Regions from separate parts of the Mus musculus genome. Here region 2 is linked to region 1. A link is a contact called in public HiChIP or PLAC-seq data. All regions are on one chromosome and are shown on one strand. The core of a region is the stretch at or near the end of the contact, and the rest is flanking DNA. Distances in the headings are between cores, read along the strand shown. Region 1 holds the start of Nup153 (nucleoporin 153). Region 2 holds the start of Phf2 (PHD finger protein 2).

Evidence for each region. HiChIP or PLAC-seq counts read pairs in DNA pulled down with a chosen protein or histone mark.
Region 2: a contact with region 1 is called in an H3K27ac HiChIP or PLAC-seq map of extraembryonic endoderm stem cells, with 7 times the contacts expected there. The contact joins the promoter of Phf2 here to the promoter of Nup153 in region 1. A contact is called at or near these places in 3 of 39 promoter capture datasets (hippocampal neurons, liver and pre-B cells) and 1 of 115 datasets of contacts at active chromatin or transcription factors (extraembryonic endoderm stem cells).

What each region holds. Positions count from the first base shown.
Region 1 is chr13:46,725,017-46,731,423 of GRCm38.p6, reverse strand. It overlaps Nup153 (nucleoporin 153), which reads left to right and starts at 3,575. Exons shown (of 22, transcript NM_175749.2): 1 at 3,575-4,064. The coding sequence starts at 3,951. Gm46412 (a long non-coding RNA gene) reads right to left here. Exons shown (of 2, transcript XR_001780928.2): 1 at 5,910-6,407.
Region 2 is chr13:48,868,212-48,875,515 of GRCm38.p6, reverse strand. It overlaps Phf2 (PHD finger protein 2), which reads left to right and starts at 4,631. Exons shown (of 22, transcript NM_011078.3): 1 at 4,631-4,848. The coding sequence starts at 4,751. Phf2os1 (a long non-coding RNA gene) reads right to left here and starts at 4,565. Exons shown (of 2, transcript XR_003950516.1): 1 at 4,313-4,565; 2 at 1-2,664.

The sequences.
Region 1 (6,407 bases), core at 2,326-4,825:
TGTGTATAACTGTGGGTCAGGGGCATGGAAGAGTCCATGATTTAAGATTACAGCTATGGATTAGTTTAGGTTGTAAAAGGTGATTATGTGGGGAAAATCCATGACAAGTAAGGTTGTTTGTTACATTGTTCTTTTAAAGGTGGGTTAAATAAACAGGTTAAATAAACACACAAGGATTGCTGTCTTCAGTGACCCCAAGGCACACTATTAACCTCTGGCTGTGAGGTCCAGCAGAAGTTGCAGCCTCTCAGAATGTAAGAGATGTTTTTATTTTAATGCATTGCCACAAAAAGATGTATCACATTCTATAGTTGTTGATTCAATTCATGATAGACTGTAGCCTAGCCAGACACTAATATATGGGGTTGGGAAGAGGAACAAATTCATGACATTTTTGCAATCATGAGATAGGTAAAATTAATTAAAACTTGACTATAGTCTAGTTAATTCAGTCAGTCTTAGGTATTACTTTATTCCCCAAAGGCAGAGACCTTAGTAAGTTAATGAGAGTATAATGATGTATATCTTTAACTACTTTCCCATCACCATTGACTTTCTTACCCTAATATCCAACACAGGACAGACACACACACACACATACACACACACACACACACACACACACACACACACACACACACACACAGGATACACACACACACAGACATACACATACACACACACACAGACATACACACACACACACACAGGACACACACACACAGGACACACACAGGACACACACACACACATACACACACACCACGCATAGTTCTTTGTGTTGATTATTTGCTTATTTACTTTTTTGAGTCAGGGCTTCACTATGTAGCCCAGGTTGGCCCTAAATTTCTTAATCTTTCTGTTTGTACCTCCCACGTGCTGGAATTATAGTTGTACACCACCAGACGGGCTTCTTTTTATTTCTCTATTTACTGAAGTACATGGTAGTAATTATCACATGAAAAGGTGGGCAGAACATTATGGTGATGTAACAATAATCTGATGGAAATTATTTGCATGAATAGACATTATAGTCCAGACCTTATTTTTTTGTGTTTAGAGGGTAAAATAAATACATAAAACTTCATAATTTCCTGTATTTGCCATCTCTGAATATTCTATTGGCTGGAGCTTTTTTTTTTTTTTTTTTTTTTTACCTTTTTGAAAAAAAATAAATGAAGACTAATTTGAGTCCAGATTGGGGTTTGAGGAAACTGTATTTCACTTTTAATTACTAGTAATCCTTCATCTGCCAGATGAAGGTCAGCTGCTTATTTGCTGATTTGTAGTTGGCAAACGGTTTCCATGTTAAACTGGAAAAATACTGGGTCTCTATTGGCAGAGAGACCCCAGCAGTAATCGTCTTTTCATGAATTGAGACATATTGTTTTGGCTCTAGAGAGCAGTCTAGATATAATGTGGACTTTTTGGATGTCATTGTTTTCCTGCCACAGCCTGCAACAAACCAACCACACAAATATGAGAGCATTGTATTTTTTTTCCTCTCTATGTAAATATATGCAGGAAATGAATGAAATAACTGCGATCAAGCCCAAAAGGGATGTGGACTTTTTCATGAATTCTGTGAAGACTGTCCCTTCCAGGAATGAGCTGCTAGCCTCTGCTGGAAACTTAATTCTGTTGGGCCGAGAAGGGACCAGAGAGGAACAGTTCTGCTTGTTTTGTAGCCCTGGGGGAGAGAACACACTCAGAGTGAAGGCAGGTTGGGAAGGGAGGACACAGAAAGAGAGGAAATGAATTCTTTTCATCAACTTTGGTAACTTGTCTCAGGGGTTAAGGTCAGACACAGACTGTACCAACTGGTTACAGCAGGGTCTTTGATGTTCTGAAAGGTACTATAAGTTCAAAGGTACTGTAAGTTTTGTTTTATTAATTTGATTTCAATAGTGATTTGAATTGTACACTTTGGGGGTGGGCTGGTGCAAGAGATCACTTTTGGTAGTGGATTTCTGGTTGGCACTAAGTGCTTTCTGTCTGTACAGCTATTATAAGCAGAATCGTGTCCCTGTTGAGGTAAATATTCATTCTATTTGCAGATGAGGAAAGTGAAGCTTAGAAAGAAGATCACTAATCTCCCCAAGGCTACACAGCTAGTAAGTGACAGATTCAAACAATCTATTTGATTTTATAGTTATAAACTTTAGAACGCTGTTCTCTAATAGAACATTAAGTCTATGATTCTCCATAATCGATTCTTTTTCCTAATCATAGTTACTTATTTCATAAAAACAAAAAACAAAAAAACCCTGGGTTATAGTCCTGGCTTTGAGTGCCCAATTAGATATCCACCCTCTTTTATTTTTTTCCAAGTCAGTTCTCTATGCAGCCCTAGCTGTCTTGGAAAACGCTTTGTAGACCAGGCTGGCCTTGAAGTCACAGAGATCCATCTACATCTGACTCCTGAGTGCTGGGATCAAAGATGTCTGTCACCAGCCAGGCTCTAAATCGATACCCTTAATGGTGCCCCTTAAATTTTCTTGGTTTCCATATAGTCCATTGAATGACTAGGCTGGACCACATGATCACACAGACCTTTTGTCTAATGCCTGCATCTTTAACACGGTGTATCCGGTCTTTGAGGATACATTGTTTAGTCACCTAACTATAATATTAACTGAAGCAAATATATGTTTACTAGGGATATATGAGTCACCCTTAATGTGTGTTGATTGCATAGGTCATAATTGCAACCATTTACTGCGTTTCTTGTATACCAGGAAATCTACTGGGTGCTCTCTACACAGACGACCGCACTAGCTCCCCACAACTTTATAAGGTAGATTTAAATAGTAGAGTCATCCAAGGTCAAGTTTGTAAGTAGTGAAGCAACTCAGAATGCCAGCACGGTGTGTGTTGACAACAAAGCCCTTATATGTTTAATGAAACAGTAATGAAGTTGTATTTTTTGCTTTCGTTGAGACAGAATCTCACTATGAAGCTGAGGGTAATGTGTAACTAGCCATTCCCCTGTGTCTGCCTCCCAAGTGCCAAATGCCTTTCCTACTTTGTTTTTGGCCTGGGGATCGCGGCCACGGTTAATTTCAACGCGGTCTCCCCCCCCCCCCCCCCGGATTGTGATGCATTATGGTTCTTTGATTTTACTGTTTACTTCCATTCGGCTTATAATTGATGAATGGGAGATTACAGTATTCGTGTCGAGTGCCCTTCTGAATCTAAACAAGCAGCCAACCGCCGCCAAATGACCCGGGCTTTGTGCCTCTGCGGTGCTCCGTGGGTGTCCTTCCGCTATAGCCTGCCTTTCCGAGAATCCGCGTTCTGGCCAGAAAAACTACATTTCCCAGAGGCTCCCACGACAGGGAGCGCGGGCTCGGCCAACCCTTCCTTCCTTCACCCATCCCCCCCCGCATTGTCGCAGCGTGATGACGCAAAGCGTCGGTCGCGGAGGAGTGACGGTGTTCTGGCTCGCGACCGGGGCGGCCGCCTCAACAGCGGTAATAGGCGCAAGAGCGGCGGCGGCGGCGACGACTGCAGGGACGACGACGGCGGCGGCGGCGGTGGGGCGGGCGCAGCGCGCACAGGGGGAGGGGTTGGCGGGCGGCGCCAGCGGCCTGGACTGCGGCAGCGACGGCCAGGGCGACTGAAGAGGAGCCTCTAGCAGCGGGCGGTCGAGCTAGGCCTCAGCGGCGCCCGGAGCTGCTCGCGCCGGCCTCGGCGGGAGATCTCCATAGAGACGGTGACAAACACAGACGCGGGGGTCCGCACGCGGCCGGCGCTCCTCAGCCACCTCGGGGCCCTCAGCCGCCGCCACCGCCTTCCTCGCCGCCGCGCGCACTCTCAGTTCCCGCTCGCTCCCTCGCGGTTCTCGCTGTGTCTGTGTGTCGCCTAGGGCCGGGCGGGGGAGGCCCTCAGGCCGCCGCCTCTGCCTCTCCCGCCCGGGAGCGGTAGTGGGAGGCCGCCCAGGCTCCGCCATGGCCTCGGAAGCCGGAGGCATAGGAGGGGGCGGCGGCGGCGGCAAGATCCGGACTCGTCGTTGCCACCAGGGGCCGGTGAAGCCTTACCAACAGGGGCGACCCCAACACCAGGTACGGGACCGGTACGCCGTGGCGACTGGGCGGCTCCGGGCGGTCTCTTTGGGGGGCGGTGCGAGGACCCGGCGGCCCCACGTGGAGGGGACCAGAGGGCCTGAGGCTGGACCCGGGTGGCGACGGGAAGTGGGTAGAGCCTGGCCGGGCCTGGCGGCAGACACGTGGGATGCGAGCGGCCTCTCCCAGCCCTCCCGCCCAAGGGCTTTCCCTGGCGGGCACAGGGCGGGAAAAGAAATCTCAGGCTTCGGATATTCGGGCTGCTGCTGCTGCTGCTGCTTCTTCTTTTTTTTTTTTTTTTTTGGCGGGTTTTTGGGGGTTAAATGGTATTCCTCACGACCTCACGAAGGGAACAAGGGAAAGATGTGGCAACAGGCCCATCCGCTGGCAGGCTTTTTCTTTCTTGTGTTCCCGGGTTCAGGGTGCGCGGGGAGATTAATCTGCCACCGCGGCCCGGAGAGACTTGGGGAGGGGGCGCTGTTACCCATATCGTGGAATAATTTCGGTTTTAGACGCGTTAAATCATTAATGGTAGTCCGGTCCCCTCGTCTGTCTGCTTGGCCTTTCCAGATCGGAACACACTGGTTTAGCTTCTCATCCTTTCCTCTCTTAACTGAGTTATAGTTATGTGGCACTGAGGCGTTTTGAAAGTCCCTCGCCGCTCTTACGTCTGGTCTCTGATGCGTGGTTCTTCCCTCTCTTCTCTCCACCCCGCTCTATATACTGAAGACCAGAATCATCCACTCTCTACAGTTGACCAGTTCTTCAGCTCTGATCTCATACACCAAATATTTTTAATACTGGGCGTTTTCTAGAAGTTTAAGGTATTTCGGGCTCACCAGGGGTGTTACTTAAGCCACCGTATGCCTTCTTTGGGTGTTTATAAAAATGTCGATTCTTGTTGTAAACGAGATAGTTGGTTCAGAGAACACTTTCAGTTATTAAAAATTGTGAGAATTAAAACGTTAAAAACTCACTTTAACGAAGCCACTTTTTAAAAGTAGGAAGTGTATATTTTAAGCTTACTGAAGAAGGGCTAATATATAACTTGTTGCATACTCTTAAATGTAGACTTTTTGTTTATTCTGGCTAGTGCTAAAATTGAATACTTGTTGGTAATGTTAAATTATATCACTTTTGAGATTTTTAAAATAAAGATAGGGAAAGTTTTGAATAGAAACAGCTGTGTTTTATGTACTAAGAAGTTATTTGTCATTGCTTGGAAGCCTTGCAATATTACCATTTTCCCTGAATGCTGAGGAGCCCGGGGTCTTCAGAAGCAGACTTTAAGATTAAAATCAGGTCACAAGCCTGGCCGTTTTACTTTGCCTAATACTGTACAATGGACATTAAGGCAAACATACTCTTATACTAAGAGTAATGAACCACCTCTGATTGCTTGAAAACAGTTTGAGCAAAGAAATGGATGGCTTGGATAGAGTTTAAAAAGAAGCCAATATTATGTATGATATTATGATAGAATTTAGAAAGAAGCCAAAGTTATGATCACAGCTTATTTTAAAATGTATTTAGGTTAAAAAAAAAAACCAAACTAATTTGAGAGAGAAGTGCATTCAACTAAAACCAAACATGTTTTAGAGCTGGTACAGATTTCAAGCTGTATGGTTTTAGAGCTCAGTAGTTCTAAGACATGTTAGCTTCTTGCCTCAGTCATTTAATTTAAAATGTAAGTACATCTTAATTTGAACTGGAATTAAAGATAACTCTTTTTTGGTTAGCAGATTTAATTTTGGCAGAATTGACCAAAGAAAAAAGTGTTTAGGCTTATATAAAAGTATGCAGCTCAGCTTTTGTTTCTGTCTTAAAGTAAGTAACTAGTCTTACCTCGGACTTAGTGGATGTCATTGTCCTCTACTAGCCGAGCTTGTCAACTGGTTGTTTTGCAGCAACTGCTGAGTCATCATCTTGGATATATCAAGGAGTTTCATGACATGGCATGTTTCATACTAATGCTTGATAAGTGTCCATGGCCTCTTGGCAGACTGAAGAGTTGTGTTAGACTCAGAGTAAGCAGGCTGGTGCTTATTGGTGAATGCAGGACAGCAAATGTCAGGCCAAGGAGCTAGCTACTGCAGTCACCCAGTACCTGTGACTCCTGTATCATGTTCAGTTGATTTCTGATTTCCTGTTTTGACTTCTGGTTTAGGTCTTCTGGGAAATGTTTAAACTTTAGCATTTTTCTACTTTTAACTTTCTTCCTTTTTCTTTTTCTTTTTTTTTTTAAAGCCACCTTGCTTGAAGTTGTGGAGCTAGAAAGATATTGTCTTGATCAACCAGATAAAGGTCAAACAGTTACAAGTAGACATAGTTGGGCAAAGAGGT
Region 2 (7,304 bases), core at 3,382-5,881, 2.1 Mb before region 1:
CCCCATAGACCAGGCGTGATACATGATGCTAAGCCACACACTCAAGATAGCAGTGGGAGTATTCAGGCTTCAAGATAGTTTTCAGTTATGGTTACAAGAGACTGTTTTAAAGAAGGTGTGGGGGAGATGCTGAAGTGATGGCTCAGGGGTTAAAAGTATTTGGCTGCTGTTCAAGTCCCACACTCACATGGCAGCTCACAAGAGTCTGCATCCCCAGCCTTAGAAGATCTGACATTCTCTTCTGGCCTCCACAGGCACCAGGAACACAGCTGATGTACAGACCTACATGTAGACAAAATACCCATACAATTAAAAAAGATAAAAAGGAAAAATGCATACATACAGGCAAGTAAATATAAAGTCAATGGACCACTGCAATGGCTCAGTAGGCAAAGGTGTCTGCTGCCTCCAACCTTGATGGGATCCACATGCAGGGGAGAATAGGCACTTCCACGTTGTACTCTGAACCCCCATTTGCACACACACAAAGTCAATGAATGTAAAAACAAAAACCAAACAAACAAACAAACCTACTCTAGAGCAAGGAAGCAAGGCAAATAAGCTGACCAGACTTACCTCCAAGTAATTACATGAAAAGACAGACTGCTCACCAATTTGGGAACTTCATACACAATCGCTTAAGAACAATGTAGAGGGCTGCAGCAGGTAATGGTGCTAACAGCCAAGTCTGACCAGCTGACCTGGATCCCCAGGCACGCATTCTATAGTAGAAAGAGAGAAACTGGCTCCCCAAAGTTGTTCTCTCCTCCCCAAAATAGATAGATAGATAGATAGATAGATAGACAGATAGATAGATAGAAAATCTAGAGATATTTTTACATTTCAAAATATCATTTTTTTTCAAAAATAAATCTTTAAAAGGTGTGTGTGTGTGCAAATGGGTGTACACACATGTGTATGTGACATGGCACTGTGTGGTGATCAGAAGTTAATTTTGTGGAGTTCTCTCATTCACCTTAATATAGGTTCTAAAGACTCTATCCAACTCAAGTTGCCAGGCTTGTGTGATAAACACTTTACCAGGCTCCACAGGAAACAAACTAACTTATCTTTCTTTCTTTCTTTCTTTTTTTTTTTTTTTTTTTGGTTTTTTGAGAAAGGGTTTCTCTGTATAGCCCTGACTATCCTGAAACTTACTCTGTAGACTAGGCTGGCCTCCAACTCAGAGATCCATCTGCCTCTGCCTCCTAAGTGCTTGGATTAAAGGCCCTGTGCTACCACCACCACCCAGCCTAGGAAACAAACTTAAAAAAAAAATGTTGGGGACTGAGAGATGGCTTAGCAGTTAAGAGCACTGACTGCTCTTCTGATAGGTCCTGAGTTCAAATCCCAGCAACCACATGGTGGCTCACAACTATTTGTAATAAGATCTGATGCCCTCTTCTGGGGTATCTGAAGACAGCTACCGTGTACTTACATATAATAAATACATAAATCATTTAAAAAATTTTTAAATGTTATTATTTTTACATGCACTGTGTGTGTGTGTTCTAGTATGCATGAGGTTAGGGGAATCCCCTGGAGCTGGAGTTACAAGTTGTAAGCTGCCAATGTGAGTGCTGGGAGTTGAACTCTGGTCTTCTGTAAGAACAGTACATGCTCTTACCCACTGAACTATCTCAGCAGCCCCAGAAACAAACTTTTAAGGAAGAAAAATCTATGCTAAAATTAGTATGGAATGTTAGGGAACCACAAATAGCCACAGTAATCTTATAAAAGTTAGAAGACTCACACTTCCTTACAGAGCTTACGAAAAGCAAAGTGATCAAGCAAAGCACGCAACATCAGCGCGCCCAGACATAACAGAGAGCCCAGGACAGCTGGCTCACTCAGGGCAGAATTCTCAAGAAAGGGGTCAAATGGCTCTGCTAAGGAGGGGCCAGATGAGAGGGCTCAGCCAGTAAAGTGCTCGCCACTAAGCCTGACAACCTGAGTTCAGTCCCTGGGACCCACAAGGCAGAGGGAACTGACTACTGCTGTTCTGTGACATGAGCACGGTCACACACACACATACCCTAAATAAATACATGGAAAGACAAACTAAACAAACAAGGAAGCCGGCACTTTAGGAATGATTCTGGGTAACTCTGATATTTACAAGCAAGACAACAGAGTTGCCTCTGTATACCTCCGTGGAGGCAGACTTGTCTGTGCCAAGAAGCTGGGGGCTGCTGTGCAGTACCAAAGTCATGGTGTCACTGGAGTGCCTGGATACGAAGCTGATGTGGAGACCACATACCTGTGAGCCATTGCCCCTTATAGGGCCACAGGCTAGCCAATGGGCATGTGAGTGGTGGTGTGGGAACAGGTGTGGCTGCTGAGCTGGAGCTGAGCCCTGAGGAGCGAGGGGGGGGTGGGCAGGAAGCTCCAGTAGAGGGGGCCACCAGACCACACTGCCCCCCACCCCCACCCCCGCTCCGGAGCATCTCTACCTCTTGTTGCTAGCAGGAGCACCTTGTCCCCTCTCCTGGGTCATGTTCTCAGAGGATGACTCATCTGTTCATTCAGCCTTCTCATTCTTTCTCCCATCGCTGACTCAGATCTAAGTCCATCCCTGGTTCTTTCTACTCCAGGATGAACAGGAAAGCCGAGTGCTGGTGTACAGCTGTCAGCATAGAGTAGGTGCTCAATAAACATCTAAGGCTAGGAGGTGGGAGAAGGGATGGAGAAAACAAACAGAAGTTAGGGCCAGAGGCCTGGGGTAGGGTCTGTACTGCTGTATAGCTCAGCAGCTTCGGGAGGGCTCTGAGAATCAGGGTACCTGATCCCCAAGCACAGGGGCAGCTGTAGTGGGCACAGCTGGCTGCCAGAGAGAATGTCAGAAGATAAGGAGAGTAAATGGAGGCACCCAGTGGTCAGTACCCCACCAGAAGGAGAACAGGCTTTCTGGGGGAAAGGTGAGGTGAGAGGAACAGGTTCGGGACTTGGGCAGGGGTGTCCTCTTCCCTTGCTCCCTCTGCCCCCACCTTTGGTAGGCTACTTCCCTTCTGCATTTAACTGCTCTGAGCTTCAGTTTTCACTTCTGCTGAATGACAACTGCACCACCTCTTGGGGAGAGTGCCTTAGGTAACAGGGCAGTGCCTACCCCACCAGGACACATGCCTGGTGACAGGGACAGGGGATTAACAGCTGTTTCTTGCCTTGTAAGGGGAAGGACCATCCAGTACAGAGGAGACCCAAGGGGACAGCTGGAGTTCAGGCAGGTAGCTTGAAATGAATTCATTGTGTACAGGTTGACGGGGTAACCTGTCTGCGCCCCCCGCCCCAATTTCCTATCTCCCCTGCCACATGTGTGCCCTTAGGTTACACAGTGCTTGCCCTGGTTCGGATCCTGATTTGTGGCCCTGGGTTTACCTATTTGGGAAGGGTGGGGGTTGGTTGAGGGCAGATTCCATAACAGGCTATCCTCTGAGTTGCCAGCAATGGAGCTGATTGGCAGCCGCACTCTGGGCAGGGATAACTGGGACTCTGCCTTGTCAAGGTAAGCAGAGGTCTGAAACTCTGGAATGTATCTGCAGAGACTAGCATCTCCACGTATTGTGTGGGGACAGGCAAAGGGGAAGCAGATCTAGCAGACAGCTTTCTTCCTAAATATATGGCCCTGCTCATCAGGGTCGACCTGGGTAGGGGACAGAGAAGGACCCTCATTCATATCTCACCAACCAACCAAACAACCAACCAACCAACCAACAAAAAAGCTCTAAGCAGGACAGGTGAGACCAGGGAGCCAGTTCAGAGCAAGACTGCAGGGGCGAGAGCGACAACATAACCCCTTGTCTTCCCCAGCAGTCCTGTGGCTCAGTTGCGACTCACTGGACTGTCCTCCGCTCCTAAGGTCTGTGGGTCTATGGGTTGTAATAAGGGGTCCTGGGCGGCACCAATCCCAGGTAAGCTGTGTCCTACAACAAACAGTTCACTCTCGGGTCCCCTGACTTTTGCCGGAGCATCGGGAAAGTTCACCGGATCGTACGAGGAAGCAAGGCAGCCCCCAGCTAGAAAGAAGGGGAAGGGGAGGTTATTCAAAAGCCAGCAACTCAGTCGCAGTTCGGGATGGGAGGGAGGCTGCCGGGCCCAGGAAGAGGAGGAAGATCCCCCTGTCCATCCCACTTCGGGGTCAGAAGAAAGTTAAGGCCAAGGAGTTGCTTCTGGCTAAGGCAGGGCTGTGCGAACTGTGTTCACGTAGTCGGGGGCAGGGGGCTCCGCGGCTCGTCTCCCTGGGAGTCCCGGGGCCACCCTCTCCCGCGGGGTGCCCCCGAGCCCGGCTGCTGGCTCCCCCAGGCCCGCGGCCCACCTTCTACCGCGGCCCGCCTTCCCGGCGGCGGGAGCGGGGCCCAGGCCGGCGGGCGGAGGCGGCGCCACCCGGGGCGCTGACGTAGCGGCCGCTCGGCGGCCGGGGGTCCCTTCGGTGGGGCCGCGGCTCCCCGCCCGCCGCCCCCGCGCGTCCATTCGCTTTGTGTCCCGCGCGCGGCCGGGCCCCCCGCGCACTCTCAGCCCTGCGCCCCGCGGCCCGGCGGGCGGCTCCCGGCGCGGCCCCAGCAGCCCGCGCCGGCATTGTGTGGACGCGCCCGGCCGCGAGCGCGCGCGCGGGCCCTGCCGAGCGCCCCCGGCCCCGTCCGCTCCGGCCGCGGCGCCCGCGCCCGCCGCCCCCGCCGCCCTCGCCGCGCGGCCCCCGGCCCGGCCCGGCCCGACCCGGGCAGCGCAGCGGCGGGGCGAGCGGCGGCGCGGCAACATGGCGACGGTGCCCGTGTACTGCGTCTGCCGGCTGCCCTACGACGTTACCCGCTTTATGATCGAGTGCGATGCCTGCAAGGACTGGTTCCACGGCAGGTGAGCGCGCCGCGGCCCGCCCGGCCCACCGAGCCCCGCGCCCTGGTCGCGCGCCCCGGGCCCCGCCGGGCACCGCAGCCGCGTTCGGCCGCCGGGCCGCGCGCCCTTTTGTGCCCAGGGCGGGGGCGTACGGCCGCCGCGCACAAAGCGAGGCCCGTGGCCGGGGCGGGCGAGGGGCGCGGGGAAGTTGGGGCTCCGGCCGCGATGGGGCTGGGACCCGGTCGTCTGACAGCGGGGCCGCAGTGGCCGCGGAGGCCAGGAGCCGGACGAGGCCCAGGCCCGGGGCCCCCGCCGCCAGCCCCCTGCGAAGTTGCAGGAACTTTCCCCGCGCGGGCTCGGGGCGGCCGGGCCGGGAGAGGCGGGCGCGCGGCCCGGCGCGGGTCCCCCGAGAGGCGCGACTGGCGGGCTCCGGAGCTGGCAGGGCTCGGGTGGACCGGGGGAACGGTAGCGAGGTAGCGGCCAGTGCCCCCCGTCTGTGCTGGATCCCGGGAACCCCCTCGGGACTGTGTCCTGGCGGGCAGGACCCCACCGGGGACCCCGCGTGCCTACTGGCTCGGGCCGGCCTGCGGGCCTAGGCGGGAGTGCAGTGACAGACCGACGTGAGTGTCTGTGTGTTGGGGTGGGGGTGTTGTGGCTTGGCCGCTCATTTCCTGGCCTGCTCGGCTCCCCATTTCCCTCCTCTCTGCTTCAGGCAGAGGAACCCCAGTTTTGACATGACCTTATGCTCTTTAAGGAAGATGGGGAGGAGGGAAAGAGGTAAGCTTGGAGATACTAAACCCGCCCTCTGGGCCCTTGCCGGTGGCCATGACCTGGCCTTGTGTCTACTTTTTAAGAGCCTAAGTCCCTTCCTACTTAGAAGTAAGAGGAGGAGAAAGAGGTGATCATCCTGCTTAAACTGCTCCAACAGGTTCTCTTGTGTTTGACTTTGCCTGTGGGATGTGCTTGGGCCTCAAGAGGGCTGGCCTGAAGCTGGACAGGTCTGTCTGTCCCCTGGGTGTGAGTTTTTAACAGCGAGTAGCAGGCTGGAGGGAGAGAACGGTGTGTGGTTCTGGACCGTCCCTGACCTTCCTTCTAGAGAGAAGACCCTTCTGATATCTCACATCCAGGATCTTTAGGGAGTCTTGAAAAAGAGCTGTGGTCTCTGGTCTAGTCATCTTTAAGTGTTGGGAGCTAGGTGGCCAGGATTTGATGGGCCTTCTCACATCTGTAGGCCCTGGGACAGAGGCCCACTCTTGTAGGGCAACCTGGCTGGCCTTACGAGGGGTGGTCCTGTATGGCTCACTGGAATCCCTCGAGTATCTTGTGTTGCCTCCCCCAAATATCTAGGGTTGTGGAGAGCACTCAGAGTTGTGTGACCCCTGGGCTCTGCTCCAAAACAGGGCCACTATAAACAGCCACCAACTGGCATCCATCTCGAAGGGTTTGTGGCCAGATCACAGTGGGTGATAGCCCGGAGGCCTCTCCAAATCCAGAAACGCTGGGAATCTGGACTTGAGTAGCCCTGAGAGTGGTGGCACCCCTTCTTCCTGTCTCAATCCAAGACCTATAGCACCTCTGGTTACCTGTCAGCTGGGCTGCTGCCGAGGCAGAGAAGGGGGTGGGGGGGTGAGATAATGAGTCTTGATGCTGGAAGAGGTTTGTTGTTTATTGTTTGCTTTGGTTTTGGAGGTCTAGTCACCTTACTGTTTCTCTGAGGATTTTGATTTGCTCTGAGACAGGCAGTTGATTAGCACAGCTACATTTGCATGTATTTGGGTCTGTGGGCAGTAAAAGGGACCCTTCACAGCAGGTGGTTTCTTAAGCTCCAGTGCACCATGAGTTACCCCTCTTCCTGGGGCTAGAGCTCTCCCTAGCTTTGTGCAGGATCAAGGGTTGGGGCCTGAGGTCAGGCAGGGAGGGAAAGGCTGGGGCCTCTTCCTGCTCCTGTAGCCTGGACCAGATCCCTGGGCCCCTCTCAAGTCTCTCTTGTTCAAGAGTGGAAGGCGTGTGGTCAGCTCCCTGTGTGTCTCTCCCCCTCCAGTTATTCTTGGAAGACCCCTGATGGTTCTCGTCAGAGCTATGTAGCACCTGGATTGTTAATTCCCTCCGAGTTTACATTTTACCTCACGTCTGAACAGCTTGTCAGATTTTACACTTTTGATCTTGAGGAAACAAGACTTACTGAAGAAATTTTTAAAATGGCATCCCCGGGAGTGGTAGAGCATGTGTATAATCTAAGCACCAGGGAGGTTGAAGGCAGGAATATCAAGAGTTCAAGGCCAACCTTGGTTATGCATTGAGTTGGAGGTCAGTCAGCCTTGGGTATCTGAGACCCTGTCTCAAAAGAAGCACCAACGGCTGGTGAGATGGCTCAGCAGGTGAAGGCTTAATGCCAAGCCCAGTTCTAATCCTAGGACCCACATGCTAGATGCAAGATGTCCTCTAACCTACCCATGTACACCATAGCATGAGCTCCC